2 separate regions of the Ovis aries genome follow, and region 2 is linked to region 1. The links are chromatin contacts, called in public Hi-C maps. All regions are on one chromosome and are shown on one strand. Each heading gives the region's core, a stretch centred on a gene start, on an enhancer-like site or on the middle of the called end of the contact. The rest is flanking DNA. Distances are from core to core; before and after follow the strand shown. Region 1 holds the start of PHYKPL (5-phosphohydroxy-L-lysine phospho-lyase). Region 2 holds the start of COL23A1 (collagen type XXIII alpha 1 chain).

Region 1 (6,366 bases), core at 989-3,488:
CCAGCCCCAATCTGTAAACCCAACTAGAGGAGATGCAGTTATGGAGGGAGAGGTACAGAGGAAAGAGGGGAGTCTGAAGACAGAGGTGCCAGTCTGGAAGGGAAGCCCTAGAAAGGAGACCTTGAGATTCCGGCAGAAGGCAAAGTTCTCTAGCAGAAACCTGATCTAGAAGAAGCTTCTTGAGGCCTTGCTCTTGACAAAGATGGGGGGTGGATTTCGGGGATGAAGATGGCATTGGGGTGTCTGCTTGACTTTACCAGTTAGGGAGGCTGGAGGTAATGAGGGCCAACAGCCAAGGATTATAACCAGAGAATGAAGATGACTGGCGGCTCGCCAAGTGTCAGGCACACTCAAAGCAAGTTACATGAATTAACTCAATCCCTCCAAATGCCTGGAGGTGTGTACCTAGTATCATCATGTCCATTCTGCAAATGAGCAAACCGAACAGACTGAAGCTTGCCCAGGACCACAGAGGGAGTAAGTGGAGGACAGGGATATGAACCCAGGAAGAATGAAACTAAATCCCCTGCTTTCAGCTCTACTAACTTCTAATTTCCCTACTGGGTCACTGGACTCCTGTTCCTTCCACCAGCTCTGGTGGCCTCATCTGGTTAACTGAATTCCTACTTAAGTTTCCTCGTCCAGGACCTGAGATGGTTACCAGGGCTAAAGCCTTGCTGTGACTGCCAGGGCCTGGCCAGGGTCCTGTTGGGTTGCTGATCATGGCTAGGCTGACTGCTGTTCTCTGAACTCACCATTAGTTCCAAGTGGAACTGAACCGCTAGACTTAGGTCTTTGACTCCTGCTGGTTTAGCACAGCTTTAGTGGTGTTAAGTCACCCAGTCATGTTGACTCTTTGTGACCCCCATGGACTGTGGCGCACCAGGCTCCTCCGTCCATTGGATTTCCCAGGCAAGGATACTGGAGTAGGTTGCTATTTCCTCTTTCAGGGGATCCTCCCAACCCAGGGATTGAACCCGGGTTTCCTGCACTGCAAACAGGCTTTTTACCATCTGAGCCACCAGGGAAGCATTTTAGCACAGCTAGTGTTTGGATGTTTCCACAGTTTCCATAGAAAGACTGGGTCTCCTCTGCACATGGATGCTGGCTAAGTTGAACCTGAGTTCCCTGAACCTCTCTGCAACCTGAAGATTACCCCTGAACTAGGTTCTGTCTTGGCATCCTCTTCTGCCCCATCCTGAAGTGTGATACTGACCGTGAGCCACATTGTTGATGCAATCGATGTATTCTGCCCCCTGTTCATCATACATGTACTGCCCTTGGCCCCGGACAATCTTAATAGGATCCTCAGGAAAAAAGAGTCTGCAGGAATTGCTGTAGGGACAGGCAACAAATGGACAGCCATGTCTGAAGATCTGAAGGATGAAACCCACCCATCACAGGCCTCCCCCAACATCTTCCCAGTTTCTGGAAAGGACAAAAGCTTGAAGGGCAAGGTGTTGTGCCCCTGCCTCCAGTTCCCCCACTCCACAGGTGGCTGGAAAGGTGAAGGATGGGTTAAGAAGTTGCTAAAACTAAAATTGTTTGTCATTTGAAGACTATGTGGCTTCATACATATATGAATGAATGTGCCCAGAGTCCCCTGGGTCCTGGAAAAAGTGGCTGCTCCAGACCCACGGACTCCCTAGGGCAGTGTCTCTTTGCTGGGAGAGTGAAGAGGGCTGGCTCTCGGCCCTAATGGTCCTTGCTTGCCAAGCCTGCTGCCCTGCTGGGGGCCAGGCCCAAGCTCTAGCCCAAGGCTGCCTCACGCTCCACGTTCACCAAGAGCCCCTCAGACACAGGTCAAGGGTAGACTTTCTCTAAGGATGCCTGTGAGCCGACTCCCCCCACCCCCACCTTTCATCTGGACTTTCAATCCCTTCCTGGGTCTCTGTCTGGCCGGCCCCAGGTCCAGAGAGCAGGCCACCACTGAGGGAGGTCTTCCCCGGCGCCCGGCTGCAGCTGCGAGGCTGGATAAGACGCTGCGGGGGAGGCGCAGGAAGCGACCGCCTGCCACAGGCTGAACGCCGCAGGGTCTCAGGGGCCGTAGGCTCGGGAGCCGGACGAGACCCGGCGGAGCTGAGGCCTGCAGGCTCCGCGCCGGACGTGCGTACGTCGTACGCGCCGCCCCCACGCTGCTGTCTCTGTACCTGAGCAGCCGCCGCCTCAGGGCCAGAGTCGCGGCCTTCCCTCGCTGATCCGCCGCCATAGCGCTCGCGGGCAGTCCCTCCGAGACGCTGGGCGGAGCGCCCGGGCTCCGCCCAAAGCCACGCCCCAGCAGCGGGCCCCGCCCATCGCAAAGCCCGACTCAGAGCTCCTATTTGCCCCGCGGCCCCGCCCCCAGGTGGTCTATTAGGAATTTGTTCCTTAATTAATTTGGCTAGGGTCTGGTGGGCTCCTCATCCCAGCGAAGTTCCATAGACAGTCCCGAGCGGAAGCTGGGTTTGTGCTCGCCTTGCCTAGTGCTGCCCCAGCTCTGGTTTCCGGACAAATCACCAAATCACTGACCTCGCCCTCCCGACCGCTGTGGTTTCCTTCCTCGGGAAGTGTACCCTGGTGATCCCGCCGCTGCTCCTGCACCCGAAGGGGCTCTGAGCTTCGGGAGGCTTCACCTGGAGCCTCAGGCCGAGTCCCTGAGTTGCCTCCCCCCCACCCCCTCAACCCCCGGCCCTCCACCCCGAGCATAAAATGGGATGCACCGTAAGCTTCCCCTGGGAACGTGTGACAGGCTCCCAGCATGGTTCGGGTCTCAAGGCAGGCGCAGCAGAAAGGGCACCACTGCACAGTCCTGTGAAGGAGCAGCAGAAAGGGCAGGAGAGCACAGGGCCACTTGCTGGGGCTTGCTGAGGAGGTCCTGGGCGTGACTTCTGGGACTCCTGCTGGAATCCAGGCAGAGTGAACCCGAGTTATAGAACCACTATGAGAATCTTACAGTGTTTAGGAAGAGAGGTAGGCGGTCTCCTGAGCCTTATCCACGGCCAGGAGACGGAGGCTCAGACAGGGAAATGGCTTGTTCTTAAACACATAGCAAGAGTGAAGCGGAGGCTGGACTCCCAACTCTAGGGAGTAAGAGAACGCCCTTAAGGGATTGGAAAGCAGGATACAGAGAGATAGCCCCTCCTGGAACTTTCTGCCCTGGTGAACCCTAGAACCAGGGCGGGAGGCTGCAGCCTGAGCTGGGTGGCCTGAGCAGGCTGGAGAAAGGGGAGGCTCCTGCTGTCCCTCTTGTCCCCTCTTCATGAGTCTCAGCCCTCTGCTTCACCCCCCTCATTTCTGATTTCTTCGTCTCTTCTCCCAGACTTAAGGCTTTTTCATTTTTTTGGCTGAACTGTGCAGCTTGTGGGATCTTAGTTCCCCAACCAGAAATTGAACCTGGGTCCTGGCAGTGGAAGCTCTGAGTCCTAACCACTGGACTGCCAAGGAATTCCCACTTAAGGCATTTATTAAAGAATATTTGGAGTTTCTTTATTGTGGTAACATATACACATAACAAAATTTACGATTTTAACATTTAAAAAATATTTTATTTTTGGCTGTGTCGGGTCTAGTTGCAGCATCCAGGCTGTCTAGTTGAGGCGTGAGGGTTTAGTTGCCCTGTGGCATGCAGGATCTTAGCTCTCCTACCAGGGATCTAACCCGCATCTCTTGTGGTGGGAGGTGGATTCTAACCATTGGGCCACCAGGAAGTCCCCATTTTAACATTTTTAAGTGTACAAGTTCAACGGCATACACTCAGGTGCATCCAGCACCACCATCCATCTCCAGAACTTTTTCATCTTCACACACAGAATGAAGTTTCTTACTTTTAAATGGAAAGCTGAATTAAACGTTAGGTATGATTCTTGAAAAAAATTCCTCTCAAATTAACCAAGCAGGTTTGCTTGTGGCCTGTAGTTTTTTCCTGAGGGCCAAGCCCCCCTCCCTGCATGTCAAATGTGGTCACTGGTTTTCTCAATGGGTCTGACCCCCTTCTTTGGTAGAGAGACCCATAGATGTCTGTACATCATGCAGTTCCAGCTTTGTATATGTAATGCATATGCCTGTGGGCTTCCCAGGTGGTGCTAGTGGTAAAGAACCTGCCTGCTGATACAGGAGACATAAAAAAAGTGGGTTCGATCCCTGGGTTGGGAAGATTTCCCTGGAAGAGGGCATGACGACCTACTCCAGTATTCTTCCCTGGAGAATCTCATGGACAGAGGAGCCTGGTGGGCTACAGTCCATGGGGGTCACAGAGACACAACTGAAGCAACTTAGCAGGTAGGCAGGTGTATGCTAGTGTGTATGTGTTTGTGTGGCAGAGGGAGTCTGAGAGTCCTGTGAGGGGCCTATCTTTGGCCCTGTCTTGAGCCCAACATAAGCCTGTCTTGTGACTCAGGACAGCTCAGAGAAGTCAGGTTACCTCAGGAACTTTTCCAGCTTTGATATAGAGGGTAAGAAGGCCACAGTCAGACCCAGCTCACATCTCACCCACTCATGGGATGTCCAGGGTCGGGAGGGTGGAAGTTAGGCCAGGACTGGTCATTTCCTGGACTGAAAGTATCTACAAGAGGGACAGGACAACACCAGGAAGCCTCCCCTCTTCCTGCTCAGAAAAGCCCACTCTTTTCTTCCTCTGGCCCCATGCTAAGCACTCCTGTGTCCATTCTCTCATGTCCGACCTTTGAGGTGGCATTGGAGGCCAGTGGGGCAGGGGAAGAGAGAAAGTAGCTGAGCCAAGATTTGAAGCTAGGGCATGTTGTTTCTCAATGCAGGCAGCATTGGCATTCTCACTGAGATGGTTCATCACTGGGCAGGACTGTCCCACGCATTTCAGATGTTTGATGTGCCTGGCCCTACCCACTAATGCCAGGAGTGTCCCCGAGTCATTGTGGTGACCAAAAGCAAACCATGCATTTCTGGTAGTATTCTAGGGATCAGGAGGATGGAGACCCGGGTAAGCCCACTCCTCTCTGGCCTCAGCTTCATCTGCAAAAGGGGGAAGTCATCTTTGTGACTAGTTTACATGCTATGGCACACAATGGGGCTCCAAAAATGTGTTCTTTTGAGGCACAGCTGCCCTTCTTGGCAGAGGAACATGAGGTCCCCAATCTTGAAGGCTCAATTTTGAGGCAGGGTGCTCCCCGTGTCTCTGCTGGGACCGCAGCAAGTCAGTCACTCTTGCATAGTCTGTTGCCCCTACCGCCAGCTCTTGGAGGACTCTGCAGACTCTCAATTTTGAAGTTTGCAAAACCTGAGAATATACCGCACATGGCCAGAAGAGGGCAGCAATGGACCATGAATGGCCCTGTCCTGGCCAAAGGAGCGGGAAAGACCCCCTCTCTCCCCCACCCCCACACCCAGGTGTCTGGGGAAGGGGGAACACGTGGCTTCCACCTGCATGAGGTTCTGCCCACCCAGCATCATGGGGCTCCCCATAGACTCCATGCCCTGCCAAACAATTTTGGAAAGACAAACTGGAGGACATCCAAGAACCTCAGTTTGATGCCCCAAGCCTGCTACCATGTGCTGACTGTGCATCCCTGGGCAGGGGACTAACTCCTTGGAACCCCATTTTCCCCACATGTAAGGCAGAAATAGTGATACCAACCACATACGCCCTTTCCAGGTTGGTGAGGGGATCCAGTGAGTTACCTGGGTGGTGTGCTGTGCCGTGTTTAATTGCTTAGTTGTGTCCAGCTCTTCGTGATCCCATGGATTGTAGCCAGCCAGGCTCCTCTGTCCATGGGGATTCTCCAGGCAAGAACACTGGAGTGGGTTGCCACGTTCTCCTCCAGGGGATCTTCTCAACCCAGGGATCGAACCCAGGTCTCCCGCATTGCAGGCGGATTTTTTTAAATTGTCTGAGCCACCAGGGAAGCCCAAGAATACTGGAGTGATGACTGATGGGATGTGTGCAGTGATGCTGGAGCGCCAAAGGACATCTGGATGTCCAGTGGTCTCCGTCAGTCATCACAGCCCCTCTGTGTTTTCCTTCATTTTCTTGTTACTGACTTCCCTGGTGACCCACACGACTGGCTGAGCAGCATGGCCGGCCATTTATTCCCAGCAACTGAGAGAAAAAGGGGAAGAGATCTGACCTGTTCCTTCTCCTGAGCCAGCAGGTAGCTGGACCTGTTTTGTTAGTTAGGAGGCCACATGGTGGGGGCCTGGGGGTACTGCTCATACTATGGCCTCCTTAGACCTCAGTTCTTGGAGGGAGAAGGCTGGGATACCATCATGGCAGGCCCTGTCACGTGCCTGGTTTTGCCACCTGAGAAATGGGCACTCTTGCTGGGCCTCTCACTCAGGATTAAGGACCAGCTGGGATGTAGAATTTTCTGAGATGGCTGAAACAAGATCTCCTATCCCACATTTTCTCTTTAAAAT
Region 2 (5,965 bases), core at 280-2,779, 390 kb after region 1:
TCCGGTTAGCCGCCTTTCCTAGGAAGTGGAGGATGGCTCAGGCAAGGGAGCACAGCACAGCCAAGGGTGTGCCGGCCAGTCTACCACCACCATTCTGTTGGGACGGGCCCCACTGCACAGAAGGTGGAGGTTTTGATCAACATGATGGGTGCAAGTTTGAAGTCCCGAATGTGGCTTCTGCTTTGAAGAGGTATAACAGCAACCTTATCAGAAGTGTCACAGAATCTTATATGACACTTCTAGCAAGGAAACTTAAGATCTGCTGTGTCCACAATGCCCAGGCGGCACCGCCCAGGTGGAGTCAACGCAAACTAGAATCTGGGTTTTCTGGCCCTGTTTTTTCTGCTCTTCACCTGCCAAGCTGATGTTGGCGTCCCCAAGTCTCCGTCGCCCTGAGTGCGCACGGAGCCCAAGGAGACCAAGGCACAGCATAGCACCCCCAAGATGGAGCTGCTCCGAAACACTTTCCTGACGGTTCAGAGGGTGGACAGGGCAGGCTGAATTGACCATGTCCCTCCAAGGACCCTGGCCCGGGTCTGACAGAGGTTTCCCGCCACCAGGAATCCTCTGGTCTGCTGGAGACCCACACCTCTGCAAGTATATCAGCATTGGGGATAGCAGCTGCTACCAGTGACAAGTCATCAGACCCCTCCCGAAAGAGCTCCTTCATTATCCCGACACAGGTAAGAGTGCAGGCGCTTAACGCAGGCGGGAAGCCACCGGTCCAAGCGCGCACACCCGTGGAAACTCGCCCCTAGACCTGTTACTTCAAAGTCAGCGGTCTTTCCTCTTCCTCCCCCTGCTTGTCCTCGAAACAGTCCTAAGCTTGTTTTTCCCGCAAGCCGACCCTGAGGCTGCGGCGGGAACTGTAGGACCGATCGCTCGGCCGCCTGCACCCCAGCCTCCACCGCCTCCGCCCCTCCCGGTGCAGCCTGCCGGGACGCACTCGGGCGCTCACCGCTGGCGGGCGACCCCTCCCCAGCGCCACGGCTCCCGGCGCACGGACACTCCCCGCTCCCCACGCCGCGCCTCACCTCACGCAGCAGGCGCTCCAGCCGCGGCTCGGCCCAGGCGGCCAAGGCGTCGGGAGTCCCCGCGCGCCACAGCAGCTCCCGCTCTTCCTCGAGGGCCGCCACCCGGCCCTGCAGCGCGGCTGCCTGGACGCCCAGCAGCAGGCAGGCGACCGCCGAGCTCGCGGAGAGCAGCAGGCACAGCGCGCTCACCGCCCAGGCCCGCGCTCCAGTCGCGGGGCTCACCGGTCCGCCGCCGCCGCCAGCCGGGTCTCCGTTCCGCTCGTCCTCGCAGGCGCGCCGGCCTGGACTCATGGCGCGCTCGTCGAGCGTGAGCTCCCGGAGCCGGCGGTGCACAGAGCCCGGGGACGCAGGCTGAGCGTGTGGGAGCGGTCGGGAGAGCCCGAGGCACGCGGTCGGCCGGGCGCGGGGCTCGGCCTCTGGGCAGCTGCTGGACCGCGGCGCACACCCCCTTCCCCGCTGCCAGCTCCTCCACAGCGGCCACTTTGGGCAGTTTCCTCTATGCAAATAGACCCTGCCAGAAAAGGAGCCGAGACCCACCCAGGGGAGGAGCGGCCCCGGCGGCCCGGCGAGGCGAGGGGGCGGGAGCGGGAAGGAAGCCCGCTCCTCCGAGCACCCCCCGAGCGCGCCGGGCGAGCCCAGAGCGCTCAGCACTCACCTCTGCCCCTACCTGCTCTCGGCGTCGGGCTGCGCCCACTGCCGCTCCCGCACCCCCGCGACTCCCCAGCCCGAGTTCCAGCTTCAAAATCCCAAGGGGTCTGAGGTGCACCCAGAGGCTGAGAGCGCCTTCTGCAGCCCACCGCTGGCTGCGGCACCACTCATTTCTTGGGAAGATTCCCCTCAACTTGTGAATTAACCTTTCTGACACTTTTTTTAAGAGTTCAAAACTTCAAACCCTAGGGCCAACTTAGTGAATCGTTTCTGGATGGTGCCCTAGCGCCGTTTGGTGGCGGAAAGGGACCTCTTGTGCAGTCACACAGACGCAGTTAATCGGGATTGCGTCTGGCAGAGGCATGAGTCTAAGAATCTTTAATACTCTCACCATTTATTATGTGCCAGACAATTGTAATAAGTCTTACAATTACTGACCTAGGTAAAGGCTTTCCTTTGAGAAAATTGAGACTTTCAATAAGTGCAAAAGATAGGGGGAAAGAACTCCAACTTTTGATGAGCTTTTAGCTTCATTCTGTAATGGAAGCACAAGAAAGTGTTAGTCGCTCATTCGTGTCGGACTCTGCGGTCCCACGGACTGGTAGCCCTCCAGGTTCCTCTGTCCATGGAATTCTTCAGGCAAGAATACTGGGGTGGTTTTCCATGTCCTTCTCCAGGGGTTCTTCCCAACCCAGGGATTGAACCCGGGTGTCCAGCATTGCTGGCAGATTCTTTACCATCTGAGCCACCAGTGAAGCCCAGTGGAAACACAATATGGCCAAAAATATTCATCTAGTATGTACCACATTTAAGCTATACTGTGATTCTGTATATTCTTTAACACGTGGTTAAAGTAGGAAAACCTGAGTGATAATCAAGTGGCTGGAACAACAGTCTTTTTTTAAGAAAGGGGGGCAAGACTGAAGTCAGGCGCATTCTCTGCTGGCTCAAATTCCTACTTGGCCTATTATATCCTAAAACTGGTCCTACATAGTCTCCCACTAACTCCAGTAATAGTCAAATAAAAACAACAGACCAACTTGGATCTTTGTAATGTGGGCAAATCTGCAGTGCTTTTTTTCTATGGGGGGAAGACCTGTTATATCTTCCTGCTCCCTCTCTGGGTATCTTCAGATTTATTAGCTTCTTTGGACAAATTACAAAGCTCTTACAACTGCTGAGGACCTCCTTACTCCCTTAACTTGGAGGAGAAAAGTACTTCTGAGACTGGAGTAAAACAGAAATGGTTGGCACCTCACCCCTGCAACTTCATAGCTGTGACCTTAGATGACTTGGGGTTACAGTTGAGTGGTTAAATGGAGAAGGACTTGCTAAAATATAGTGTATGCCCAATAAATAGCCTGAAAAGTATTTGCTCAGCAAACTGGATTGTCTTCTTTGAAAAGAGGTCAACACCATATTATAAGCTGGCACTTCGTTCTTGCTACAAACACATAGGCAAATTGCCCATCAGCTGCATGTATTGTTTACTATATTCCAGAACTTTCTGTGTATCAAAAAAGCCAAGCTCATTGGTTCCTTTGGCCTTTGTCCTTGCCTACTGCCTCACTATCTGGAATACCCTACTCTCGGATCTTTGAGCAAGCTCCTCCTTTAGGTTAAGGTCCTCAGGTCCTTAAACCTTACTATCTCTGAAAGACCTACCCAGATTGTCCAATCTAAGGAAGCTTCATTCACAGTCTTCAGAAGGATTACTCAGGGGAATCATTTATCACTGTTTGAAGTTACCTCTTTATTAACAAGACAAAGTTACCCCTTTGTCTTTTTCGCCACTGTTTTCTCAAAGAACAGTGCAGGATCTGGCAAATATTTGTCAAGTGAATTAAGGAAAGGTGAATTTTTGTTTACTGTCTACACATCATTTTAAGAGGCAAGGAAGAAAAAACTCTATCTTATGTCAGTTAGGGCCCTGGAAGGGACAGTATTCAGACTGAAGATAGTTTGATTGTAGAGACTGTTTATATGGTGGGGCGGATTAAGTGAAGCCAGCAGGGGATGTGGAAGAAACATTCTGGAGTATAAACAGTGGGAGGCAATGACTATTTCTTGCTGAAATGAGAAGAGGGAACTGTTGTTGGAATCCTGTGAATGCTCAGAGCTAAACAAAGTTCAGCTCAAAAGGAGCTGTGTCATTTGACAGGTCTGCCAAACCAAGGCTTGGAAGATAAGAAGCTAGGAGATAATCTCTCCTCTTACTCTCTGATCTGCAGGGCCTCCCAATGATCAAACCTATAGGGCAGGGGAGCCCAGATGATGCAGTAACAGAGATCAGCCTCTTAAGGGCACAGAGCTGAGTCAGAGTGGTGGAGGGAAGATCTGGGGTATGGGAATCCACTGCATTCCCTAACATGCATATAGATTACCAAGGTCAGTCTAGCTACTCTTGCCTCTGAAATGGCTAACCTGTCAGCGATAGGCACTAATCCTCAGAGAGACCAACTGGCTTCTCGGTGGCAAATCAACTACTTCAGACTGTCTTCATCCCAGAAGGGCCAGCAATTTGTTCTTCACAGGGATGGATAGCTGTTCTAGGTAACGGCTTGTGTTCCCTGTTTGCAGAGCCTCAGCCAGCAGTCTATATAGACTCCGCAATCCACAGTTATTCTATATAACATAGCATCCAACCAGGAAACCCACTTTACAGCACAGTAAGTGTGGGAGTGAGCCCATGACCATGGAACACACTGGTTATATTATATATTACATCCTGCACCAGCCAGAAGCAGCCAGTCTCACAGAACACCAGAACTACCTTTTGAAGGCACAAGTGAAGCCCCCACTCATAGTATTCAGAGTCAATACACTAAAAGACTGCACTGCCATTTTCCAGAAAGTGGCATATGCATTAAATGAGGGATAATGATGCTTCTTTCCCAATAATATGTGGGTCTAGGAACCAAAGGGTAGTAGCAAGAGTAGCCCCATTCACTGTTACTCCCCATGACTCACAGTGGTGGTGGTGGGGTTACCCTTGCTGTCCTCACAAAGCTGGGCCCTACAGGGTTGAAGGTCCTACTTCTCCAGAGGGTTGCACTTGCCAGGGCCCAAGCAAGAGTCCATTCAACTATAAGCTATGGCTGCCCCCTAGGGCACTTTGAACTCTGTGTCCAGGGACCTGAACACAGGGGTAACTGACCCTCATCAGCAGGGAGAGGAGGGCCATTTTAGTACAGAGGGGGAAGGGAGGACTATGTCAGGGACCTGATAGCACTTCTTTACCATCACAATTGCAGCAAGTGCAGCAGTCCCAGCCTGGTGATTGTCAAGGGTCCAGATGTTTCAGGACAAAAGGGATTAACTATTAAACTAATTAACTATTTTATTAAAAAGGGATTACTTAGGTCAGATAGGGTGGATAACCACGACAGAAAATTGTAAATAATATTAATAATGTAGAGATTCAAATATGTTCAAAATGCTCTGTTTAAGAAGGCTCCTCTGTCCATGGGATTCTCCGGGCATGAATACTGGAGTGGGTTGCTGTGCCCTTTTCCAGCGTATCTTCCCAACCCAGGAATCGAACCAGAACCGCTTGGGTCTTCTGCATTGGCAGGTGGGTTCTTTACCACTGGCACCACCTGGGAAGATGTTTAAGAAGGCAGGGAGTACTTAATCATTTTTTAAAATTTTTCAACAAAAATGGCTAGCTTAAGCTTTAAGGCTTAAAGGAGTAAACTTCAATTACATAAGGAAATTGTAATTGTTACCTAGAAAAGGCAGCATGACATTATGGGAAAAGCACCAGCATCTTGGTGTATAATGCCTTATAATGCCTAGATTCCAGTTCTGGCTCCACTAATAGCTCACAGCTACTTACTGTTTCAGACACTCAGTTTTCTAGTTTGTAAAATGGATATACTAACCAGGACTAAATATACTCTATCTGAAACTAGAAAACTAGAGAAACTGTATGAAATGACAGTTTTCAAGATACTGGACAGTGATCACAATGAAGGACAGTGATCCTTGGGAGATGGGGGGGGGGGAAATGAAGTGAGCCCAAGGACTGTCCCAGCTTCCTCTCTGGAGAGATGTTTCCAGGTGACAGTGCAGGGAGGGGGAGTTAGGCACAGCCACCCTAAGGTGAAGGAGCTACAAGCCCAGAGAAGCTGAGGCAGTTAGAATTTGCAGGGTAAAGGACTGGAGAGCATAGTTGCAGACAGAGAGAGCACTCTCCATCTGAGATCATCACATTTGTGAAGAAACTACCGGGGCCAGGACAGAACCGCTAAGAAGGATGAGACTCTAATTAGAGAGGAAGC

The links. Hi-C and Micro-C count contacts between places; a contact is called where the count stands out from the background.
Region 2: a contact with region 1 is called in a Hi-C map of muscle, with 3 times the contacts expected there. The contact joins the promoter of COL23A1 here to the promoter of PHYKPL in region 1. A contact is called at or near these places in 2 of 16 Hi-C or Micro-C datasets (muscle and skin fibroblasts).

The regions. Positions count from the first base shown.
Region 1 is chr5:37,014,097-37,020,462 of ARS-UI_Ramb_v3.0, forward strand. It overlaps PHYKPL (5-phosphohydroxy-L-lysine phospho-lyase), which reads right to left and starts at 2,239. Exons shown (of 9, transcript XR_009600847.1): 1 at 2,151-2,239; 2 at 1,217-1,335.
Region 2 is chr5:37,400,802-37,406,766 of ARS-UI_Ramb_v3.0, forward strand. It overlaps COL23A1 (collagen type XXIII alpha 1 chain), which reads right to left and starts at 1,530. Exons shown (of 27, transcript XM_042250383.2): 1 at 1,035-1,530. The coding sequence starts at 1,325.